Regions from separate parts of the Mus musculus genome. Here regions 1 and 2 are each linked to region 3. The links are chromatin contacts, called in public ChIA-PET and HiChIP or PLAC-seq maps. All regions are on one chromosome and are shown on one strand. Each heading gives the region's core, a stretch centred on a gene start, on an enhancer-like site or on the middle of the called end of the contact. The rest is flanking DNA. Distances are from core to core; before and after follow the strand shown. Region 1 holds the start of Lat (linker for activation of T cells). Region 2 overlaps Gm30928 (a long non-coding RNA gene). Region 3 overlaps Xpo6 (exportin 6).

Region 1 (2,700 bases), core at 156-2,655, 190 kb after region 3:
ACTACCCCAGACCCCAGACCCACCCTGGTTCTCGTAGCTTGCCACACTGTTGGCTTCAAAGAGAGAGGGAGAAGAAGACTGGATCAGCTCAGGTTGTACATCCTCCCCAAAGCCCTCCTGTGCCCTACACCCTTACCATCATCTGAATTCTGCTGGGAAGATGGCATCCGATGGGAACCCCCAAGGGGCTGTGGGGATCTCCTGGAAGCCAAAGGTCAGAGATTACGTCTAGGTAGGACTCTGGGAGCAAGACAACCAGGAAAAAGCGCCTCCCCAACCTAGAAGGTGGAGAGGCACAGTAGACCCAAGGGACGGAGTTGGGGGATACTCACGGGATGGGGAGCAGGTCTGGCTGCCTCAGGGGTGGGAAGGAAGTGACTAGAGGGTAGGAAACAGCAGGTGTTCGGGGGACGGTTATTTCTGAGGACACAGAATGAAGCTTGAGGGATGGCTCCAGACACCCCCCATCAAGGCCTCGAAGGACAAATGGACCCCAAAATAACATGCCCTAGACAGACATGGGGGCTCCCACTTTCCCCATCCCAAGCCAGGGAACAGCCCTTCAGACAGCTAAAGGTGAACAAGGACAAACGCACACTCTTAAAAACCCTCGAGGAGGGCCAGAGACACTGAACTCACGAGGTGGCTTGATGAGGATGCTTCTTGGGTACAAACTGGCAGGAAAGAGACAGCTTGGGTACAGGGCCAAGAGGGCCCCAGCCCCAAACCCTTGAGTGGAACCAAGGGAAGACACACAGGGACACGGGCTTCCCACTCACCTCTCTGTGGAAGTGCTGTCATAGGAGACTGGAGGAAAGAAATCCAACAAGTCAGGATCGGGGTGCACCAGGGACAAAGAAACTCAGGCCCCCCACCATCAATCAGGGCCCAGGTAGGGACAGTGGAGAGTGCAGGGGCTGGGGAGGGTATGAGGATCCAATGGAGCGCCCACCCATCATCCAGTTCCGCAAAGCTTCCCACTTACCTGGCAACTCACGGCAGCGCACGCACAGGGCAGCCAGGAGCGTGACCAAGAAGGGCAGCAGCAGGAGGCCCAGCCCCACCGGGCTCAAGGCGTCTGCTTCCATCTGCAGAGCACCTGCCACAGGCCCTGCTGCACTGCAGCCCCTCGAGACAGAGTGGCAGCAGGGGTATGGGACCAAGCGGGCTCCAGCCTGGGATCCGCCCGGCAGTAGGCAGCCGTATCCTTTCGGGGCTGGATGGCTCCCCTCTCTTGCTGGACTGAGTTGAGAGCAGTGTTGGCTCTGGAAAGGTGCTCGCCCCAGAGCCAGAGCTGGGGCCCGTGCCCCAGCTACCAGCTGCACGATCCCCGTGCCCAGCTGTACCTGCCCCTTTCTTGCTCCCCGCCTGCCTCTCCTGCTCACCACCGCGTGCGACAGGAAGCTGTGGTGAGGGCAGGAAATCATCAGGCTGCTCAGCAGGCTGAGCCTGCCCCCTGCCCACTCACCCCCACCCAGTTGTGGGAAGGGGGAGGAGGCAGAGGGACTGTGTGGAGGAAGGGTCTAAGGCTGCAGGATGAGGCAGCCCGTCCACTAGGAAAGGAGACACGTGCCAACCAGGCCCGCGGTACCCTCCCCATGCCCGGGTGGGAGAACTGCAAGGAGGCTCTGCCAAGGCCTGTGTGGACCGAGGGCACTGAGGGCACCACAGGCCCCCAGCTCCCAGGCTTAACTACTGGGAGAGCGACTTCCAGGGGACCACGGTGAGTCACAGTCATACTGAACCAGCTCACTCAGAAAAGAGCAGCCCTCCTTCTAGATTACCAAGCTCAGAAGACAGGGACTTACCCACAGGGTGACCTGACAGCCCCTGCTAAGTCCTGGGACTATGGATATTCCCTGAGGCCAGTGGCACCCACAGAGAGACAAGCAGTCAGTCAGGAGTCTGATTACAAATTTTATTCCATTACAAATAGCACCAAACCCCTTGGGCTGTCCTAGTAGAGAGGACACCCCTTCCCCGTTTCTGGACTCCCATCTCTTCCCTGGGCTGCCCATGTAGTGTCTGGGAGCTGGGAGATATCCCAGGGCTTCCTTCTTGGACCTGGGCCTGGTGAGGGCTTCTGCCTGGGAACCGTCTTGGGTGGGCCCAAGGCCCAGCTGCGATGCATCAGTGGCCGGGTAAGCACCGGCTCCTCAGATGAGCACGCTGGACACGGGGACTCGGGTAGAACGGCCTCGCTGAGGTACTACAATCCGGTCATCTGAGGGCCCAGACTCATGCAACAGACCTGCGAGAAAGGGGTCAGAGCCAAGGCCAGTAAGATAAGAGCCAGCAAGGGGACACAGGCAGCAAGGGGACACAGGCAGAGGGGCCCAGATGAGGCAGCATGGAGAGCCCTCAGAACTGCACACAGACAGAGCCCAATCCACTTCCAGACAGACCCAAAGCTAAGCTGGATGAGCCTGGGATGCTGGGACTCTTGCCCCCAGCTGGTGGCATGAATGGATGGGCTAGTCTGAGTGGAGGGAGAACTGTAGAGTACATACGCGGAGACAGACAGACAGGCAGGTGGTACTGTGAAGGTGGACCTACAGTGACCCTCACTCACCCTGCACGTGGAGTTGAGCCCGCCGGCGGTCATCTTCAATGAACATGGCGGTGCCCAGGAAGGCCGCACCACCCAGTGCCCCAACGAAAGCACAGAGCATGAGCGAGAACTGCAGAGCCCGGAACTCG
Region 2 (2,700 bases), core at 167-2,666, 160 kb after region 3:
CCATAGCCCACCCCTCCCCACCCCCCACTCGGGGGTGGACCCACGGTGGCACTCCAAGTAGTTCTTTTCATCGAAGGTGTTGACAGCCTGGATTTCTTCAGCTGCCCACTTCAAATTATCCTTGGAGGAAAGGTGGGGGGAATCAATCACCTTAGAATGAGCGGCTGTCTGTGGCTCACTCATGCTTCTCCATAGTGTCCAGCATGTTGGGAATCCCTGTGCTTCACTGCCCAGCTTCAGACACTTCCTGGGCCTCACCAACTGCTACTTCCATTCCTAAACACCTTTACACGGCCACTGTGGGGCGCACCCATCTATCACTGGCCTTCTGTCTTACCACACAGCTCCCTTCTATATCACAGAATCCTGATTCCGTCTCTTCCACAACACATGCATGTGCTCTGCCTCCCCCATTGCCTCTTATGCTCCATGAACCTCACCCTGGTATTTCCTCCCGACGCTCTTCTTTTCAGTTTACAGGCAAAACCTTGTTTCCCTGGGCGTCTTGCCCGGTGTCTTAACAGCTGGGGGTAGAACTAGTTGAAATGCACAGCCCCTTTCCTGTGTGGTGCTCCTTCCCAGGCTGTAAAAAAGATCACAATGAAAAGGTTAGCTGCAAACCAGACCTCACGCCTTCAAACGCCAAGCTTAGAACAATCACTAAGACTCGCAGGTGCAACATGACTCAGTCACCTCCAGACAGATATCAAAGGCTCACAGCCCGTTTATACCAGAACTGGTTATTTTTCAAGACCCTGGTGCTCAGCTAGCCTGGGGCCCAGATTACAAAACATGCTATGGCCAGCTGGAGAGAGAGCTCAGCAGTTAGAGCATAGGTTGTTCTTGCAGAGAACCCAGGTTTGATTCCCAGCACCCACATCAGGTGGCTCACAACTGCTTATGGCTCCAGCCCCCAGGGGATCCGGCACCTCTGGCCTCCGTGGGTACTTGCACTGTCTGCAAAAACCCACACAGAGACTCACACCCATCCACATAATATAAAGTAATGAAAGTAACTCTTTTAAAGATTCGTGATGATAACGGTTTTTAAGATGTGCCGCCACACTCTTGGTGATGTGAAGAGGCACAGGTGTGAGCTGCCCGCCCTGGACCACGCCAGCCTTGACATTAGCTTCCATCTCCACCCTTGTCTCAGAGCATTGGCCTTCTCTCCCAACAGCAGAACTAGGCCCTCCCCTCCTTCCTTCCCTCCCTCCTCCCCCTTGCTCTCTCCCTCCCTCCCTCCCTTTTTATTGTGGTAGTGAGGCTGAACTCAGTTTTGTAGGAGGTGCCCCACCACTGAACTGCATCCCAGCCTGTCTTTATTTTCAAACACGGTTTCATGGTTGCCTGGACTGGCCTATGACATCAGACACAGCAGGCCAGGAACTTTCTGACTTACACTGTCACTATTTTTAGTTCCGTTCTGACTCCCCGATTAGGTCAGAGTACAAGGTCCATACACACCATGGCTCAGGTAGTGTAGTGAGTGCATGCGAGTACATGTGTGTTTGTATGCCTGCGCGCCCCATTTGTGTTCATATAGAGGCCAGAGATCCACGACCTCTATTGCTCTCCAACATATTTTTTCAGTGGGATCTCTCACTGAACCTAGAGCTCAGTTTCAGCTAGACTTGCTGGCTAGTGGAATCAGCTTGTCACCCTCACTTGCTCTCTGGGCTGGGGTACAGACACATGCCACTACAGCATGCCATTATGCCGTGCTTTTACACCGGTGTGGGGACCCAAACTCTGAACATCATGCTTACACAGTAAGCATTTCACACAGAGGGATCTCCCCTGCCCTTGGGTGTAGTTTTATATCTTCTGGGTTTAGACTGGATTAGCACCCCTGTCCTGCTGGACATGAACCCTCAGGAGGCAGCTTCCTCACTCTTCGTTGTTATATCAGTCTCCTCGGAGACCTTCAATCGCAGCACTTGAAAAGCAGAAACAGGAATCTCTGTCTATCATAGTGAGTTTCAGGCCAGTCAGGGTTAACAGATGAGTGTCCTGGAGACAGCCCAGGGCTGCACAGCTGCGATGGGTATGCCCTGGAGAGGCACAGCTGGGGGGGGGGGGGCCTTCGTGGCAGGATGGCTTCTTGTTCCTGGTGTGCCTTCTCAAGTTTGTCGTTGCTCTGTCCCTCACATATCTGGCATGGTGTGTGACTGGCATGGTGTGTGACTGGGCGTGGGGAGACCCTCACTGCCTATAGCCTGGTGTGATTACCTCCTGGGTGATAGCCCACTCTGCTGGGCAATTTTCCTGCAGATCAACATGGAGATGAACTTTCATAAAATAATATTGTTTAGATGAATTAGTGATGTTATGGAATTCCTGATTTAATTTGAATAGTTTTAGGAGGTTAGCGTAGTTGATAGAAGGTTTAAGGATATGGTTTAAGTTGTTTTGCCAGAAACATATAATAAAGTTAGAATTAAGAGCAGAATGTGCCCCCTCCTTGTACAGTAGTGAGGGCTGCATAGGCTAGAAAAGGAGCAGAGTGAGCTTTCGTGTTACAAGCAGGTAATTGTGCTGGGAAGAAAAATGAGCTGGGGACAAGCTAATGATCAAAGAAAGCATCCATTCTAGGTTGGGTCTGAGTTCCTGGTCTTGTGATCTCAGGATCACAGGTTTCAGTGTGCACCAGGAAAAGGCAGTGTTCTGAGTAAGAAGGAAATAATTCTATTCTGAGTA
Region 3 (2,700 bases), core at 66-2,565:
CTCAGGCTGCAGAGAGGCGGCTCATTAGGTAGAGACACTAGCCCAAGCCTGGTTACCTGACCTTGATCCCTGAAGCCCACATATTGCAAACAGCCCTCTGACCTCCACATGTAGACCATGGGATATACACCCACACAAACACATATGTTCACAAAATAATTAAAGAAATGTAAAAAGAAATTAAAACAATCTTCTCTGCAACATAGCCCTTGGCTTTAAAGAAAGTCTTTATCAAACTTTCTGCTTCCTTTCCCGGGAGCTACAACTTGTGTTCCCAGTGGGCCACAGACATCCTTCCTATAGGTTCACAGCCTCACTGATATTGATACTGATTCCACACTACCTGCCAACTAAGGTTCAAAAATACAGAATTAGCAAGCAAATTCAGTCCCAAGTAAACTTTTCTCTCAAAGATACCACCACCACCAAAGATGTCTCCACTCTCAAATGAACCCTCCTTCCCTACCCTTTTAACGACCAAAAAAAAAAAAATGTTCTTGGGTTTAGTATAAGATCCAAAGCTTAAAGTAACACACATGGCAATCAATGTGAGGGTGCCCCTCCCCCACACCAGTGCTACAAGGCCAACAGAAAGCAAGACAGTAGCAAAGAACAGGAAGGAAACTCTAATCCTGAGATACACGCCCTTCAAAGCCCCTCCTTCAGTTCTCTCTGCTCCTCTATGTTGTTGAACTATAAATCTTGTGTTTCTCTCTAAGCAAGTCAATGAAACCAGCTGATCTCTCTAGCCCTAGTAGTCAGAACAACAGTCACTCGCACTCAGTCTCTAAAGGATTGCACTCAGTATGGTTTGAATGCTGACTGACAATTACAATCTAGAAATAAGACTCTGACCATGGCTGTGAAGGATTCCCTAGACTAGGCTGAGATTGGAAGGCCCACCTCAAACATGAGTGCACCCATTCCACAGGCAGGGGTCCCAGACAGCAGAAAAGGCAGAAAGCTAGTTGAGCACTTACCTCTCACTGATTCCTGACTGCACACCAGCTGCCTCCTCAAGCTCCTGCCACCATGCTTTCCCCACCATACTGTTCTGCATCCTCTATGAGCCAAAAAGAAACCCTTCTCTTTCCTTACATGGGTTTTGTCAAGTTCAAGATCACAGCAACAAGAGTAGCTACAAGGATAAGGGTGGGTGGAGCTACTGGGAGGAGAAAAGTACTCTAAGGAGGCAGATGAAACAGAGTTGCAGTTTCAGAAACATGCAGCCAGGACAAAGGCTGCATTGTGTGCATGTTCACATCTCACAATGAACATCACCTGAAACCAAAGAGCAAAGAGACCCATCTGCCTTGGAAAAGCTCCTTGTCTAGCTAAAGTTCAAAGCTCAACAGTATTTGCCCTTTGGGAACAATTACAGACATGACTAGACAGAATCTGCGTGGATCCTTAATATCTAATGAAAATAAACATTCTGGCCCATCTGAATCCACTCTTCAGCCTCAGATTAAACTTCCACAAAGACAAGAGCAGGCAAAACACCCCTCTAGTATTTCTTAGGTTTATACAAAGTGCCCCATTAGAGTCTCTCTCTTCCTGATCAGAAGAGATCAGATTGCTACTGATCAGAATCAAGCTAGAAGCAGAAAGAATGCCAAGGGTCTGAGCTAGAAAGCTTCACTAGTCCCACTGCAGGACTGATAAAAGTCAAGGTAGCATATTCTATCTTCATAGGGACTAACTAGAGTAAACATCTTTGTAGACAGAGAACAATACATTTTCTACTGGGAAAACTGCCTATGTACTAGGGAACAATACATAAAAACAAGAGCAACTAACTAGCTACCAATGCACAGAATAATGTTTTGAAAAATAATATTAACAAACCTAAAGTGGACTAAAAACTCATAATAAGCAAATGCTACACCTGAACCCAGATTGGACCCTGAACTACAGGGGAAGCAGCTACATTGGACCTACTGATGACACTAAAATAGTGACTTGCAGAGGCGTGTGTGTGTGTGTGTGTGTGTGTGTGTCTGTGTGTGTTTGATGCATGGGTGTATTCAAGTGTATGATGCACAGGTATACTTCTTGAGGCAAGAGATTGTTATCAGGTATCTTCCTCTGTCAAAGCATATCTATACATGTGCCTATGACAGACAGAGAAAGACAAACCATAACACAAACATCAAAGTGTTAACAGGCTTGTTTCAATCTACTACTTTGCAATCTCTCTTAGCTGGAAATAACTTCCAATTAGCAAGGGTCATTTTGTTTGTCTGGGGGTGTTTGTTTTAAGACAGTTTCACTATGTAGCCCTGGCTGGCCTCAAACTCAGAGATTCGCCTGCTTCTGTCTCCCTAGTGCTAGAATTTGTTTTCATAGTCTATGCAGTCCAGGCTGGCCTAGAACACATGGTCCTCCTGCATCAGCCTCCCAAGCGTTAGAATTACAGGTGTGCACAAGCATGCCTAGCGTTAGCAAGGTGATTTTTAAGACTCATTTTGATTTTTGTGTGTTCTGCCTCCGTGTATGAATGTACATATTTGTGTCTGGTTCCCACAAAGGCCGGAAGACAGTGTCGAGTCCTCTGAAACGAGAGTTTACAGGCATTTGTGAGTCACTATGTGAGTGCCGGGAACTGAACCTGGTTCTTCCACAAGAGCAGCAAGTATTCCTAAACTCTGAGCCATCTTTCTTGTCCACAGGATGATGTTTTGTTTTGTTTTGAAGACT

The links. ChIA-PET counts read pairs in DNA pulled down with a chosen protein or histone mark. HiChIP or PLAC-seq counts read pairs in DNA pulled down with a chosen protein or histone mark.
Region 1: an H3K27ac HiChIP or PLAC-seq map of regulatory T cell precursor shows a contact between it and region 3, with 2.3 times the contacts expected there. The contact joins the promoter of Lat here to the enhancer-like site in region 3. A contact is called at or near these places in 4 of 39 promoter capture datasets (the C10 cell line, the HPC-7 cell line, cranial neural crest and 1 more), 1 of 484 Hi-C or Micro-C datasets (Th1 cells), 6 of 115 datasets of contacts at active chromatin or transcription factors (bone marrow-derived macrophages, effector CD8 T cells, embryonic stem cells and 2 more) and 1 of 9 other capture datasets (adipose tissue).
Region 2: an RNA polymerase II ChIA-PET map of memory CD8 T cells shows a contact between it and region 3, with 44 read pairs. The contact joins two enhancer-like sites. A contact is called at or near these places in 4 of 115 datasets of contacts at active chromatin or transcription factors (effector CD8 T cells, embryonic stem cells and memory CD8 T cells) and 1 of 9 other capture datasets (liver).

The regions. Positions count from the first base shown.
Region 1 is chr7:126,368,163-126,370,862 of GRCm38.p6, forward strand. Lat (linker for activation of T cells) reads right to left here and starts at 1,406. Exons shown (of 12, transcript NM_010689.3): 1 at 986-1,406; 2 at 780-807; 3 at 640-674; 4 at 333-420; 5 at 137-201; 6 at 24-53. The coding sequence starts at 1,088. Spns1 (spinster homolog 1) reads right to left here. Exons shown (of 12, transcript NM_023712.3): 11 at 2,573-2,700; 12 at 1,898-2,251. The coding sequence ends at 2,157.
Region 2 is chr7:126,339,110-126,341,809 of GRCm38.p6, forward strand. Gm30928 (a long non-coding RNA gene) reads right to left here. Exons shown (of 5, transcript XR_003946673.1): 3 at 441-583. Among named protein-coding and RNA genes, the nearest start is that of Gm30928, 11 kb to the right of the region's middle. Within about 2 kb of position 1,417, at least 74 of the 459 cell types and tissues checked have an H3K27ac peak or open chromatin away from gene starts, as enhancers often do. A contact at or near this core is called in memory CD8 T cells, where this site is marked.
Region 3 is chr7:126,180,551-126,183,250 of GRCm38.p6, forward strand. The region is part of intron 1 of Xpo6 (exportin 6); the gene reads right to left. Among named protein-coding and RNA genes, the nearest start is that of Xpo6, 19 kb to the right of the region's middle. Within about 2 kb of position 1,316, at least 82 of the 459 cell types and tissues checked have an H3K27ac peak or open chromatin away from gene starts, as enhancers often do. A contact at or near this core is called in the HPC-7 cell line, Th1 cells, adipose tissue and 3 more, where this site is marked.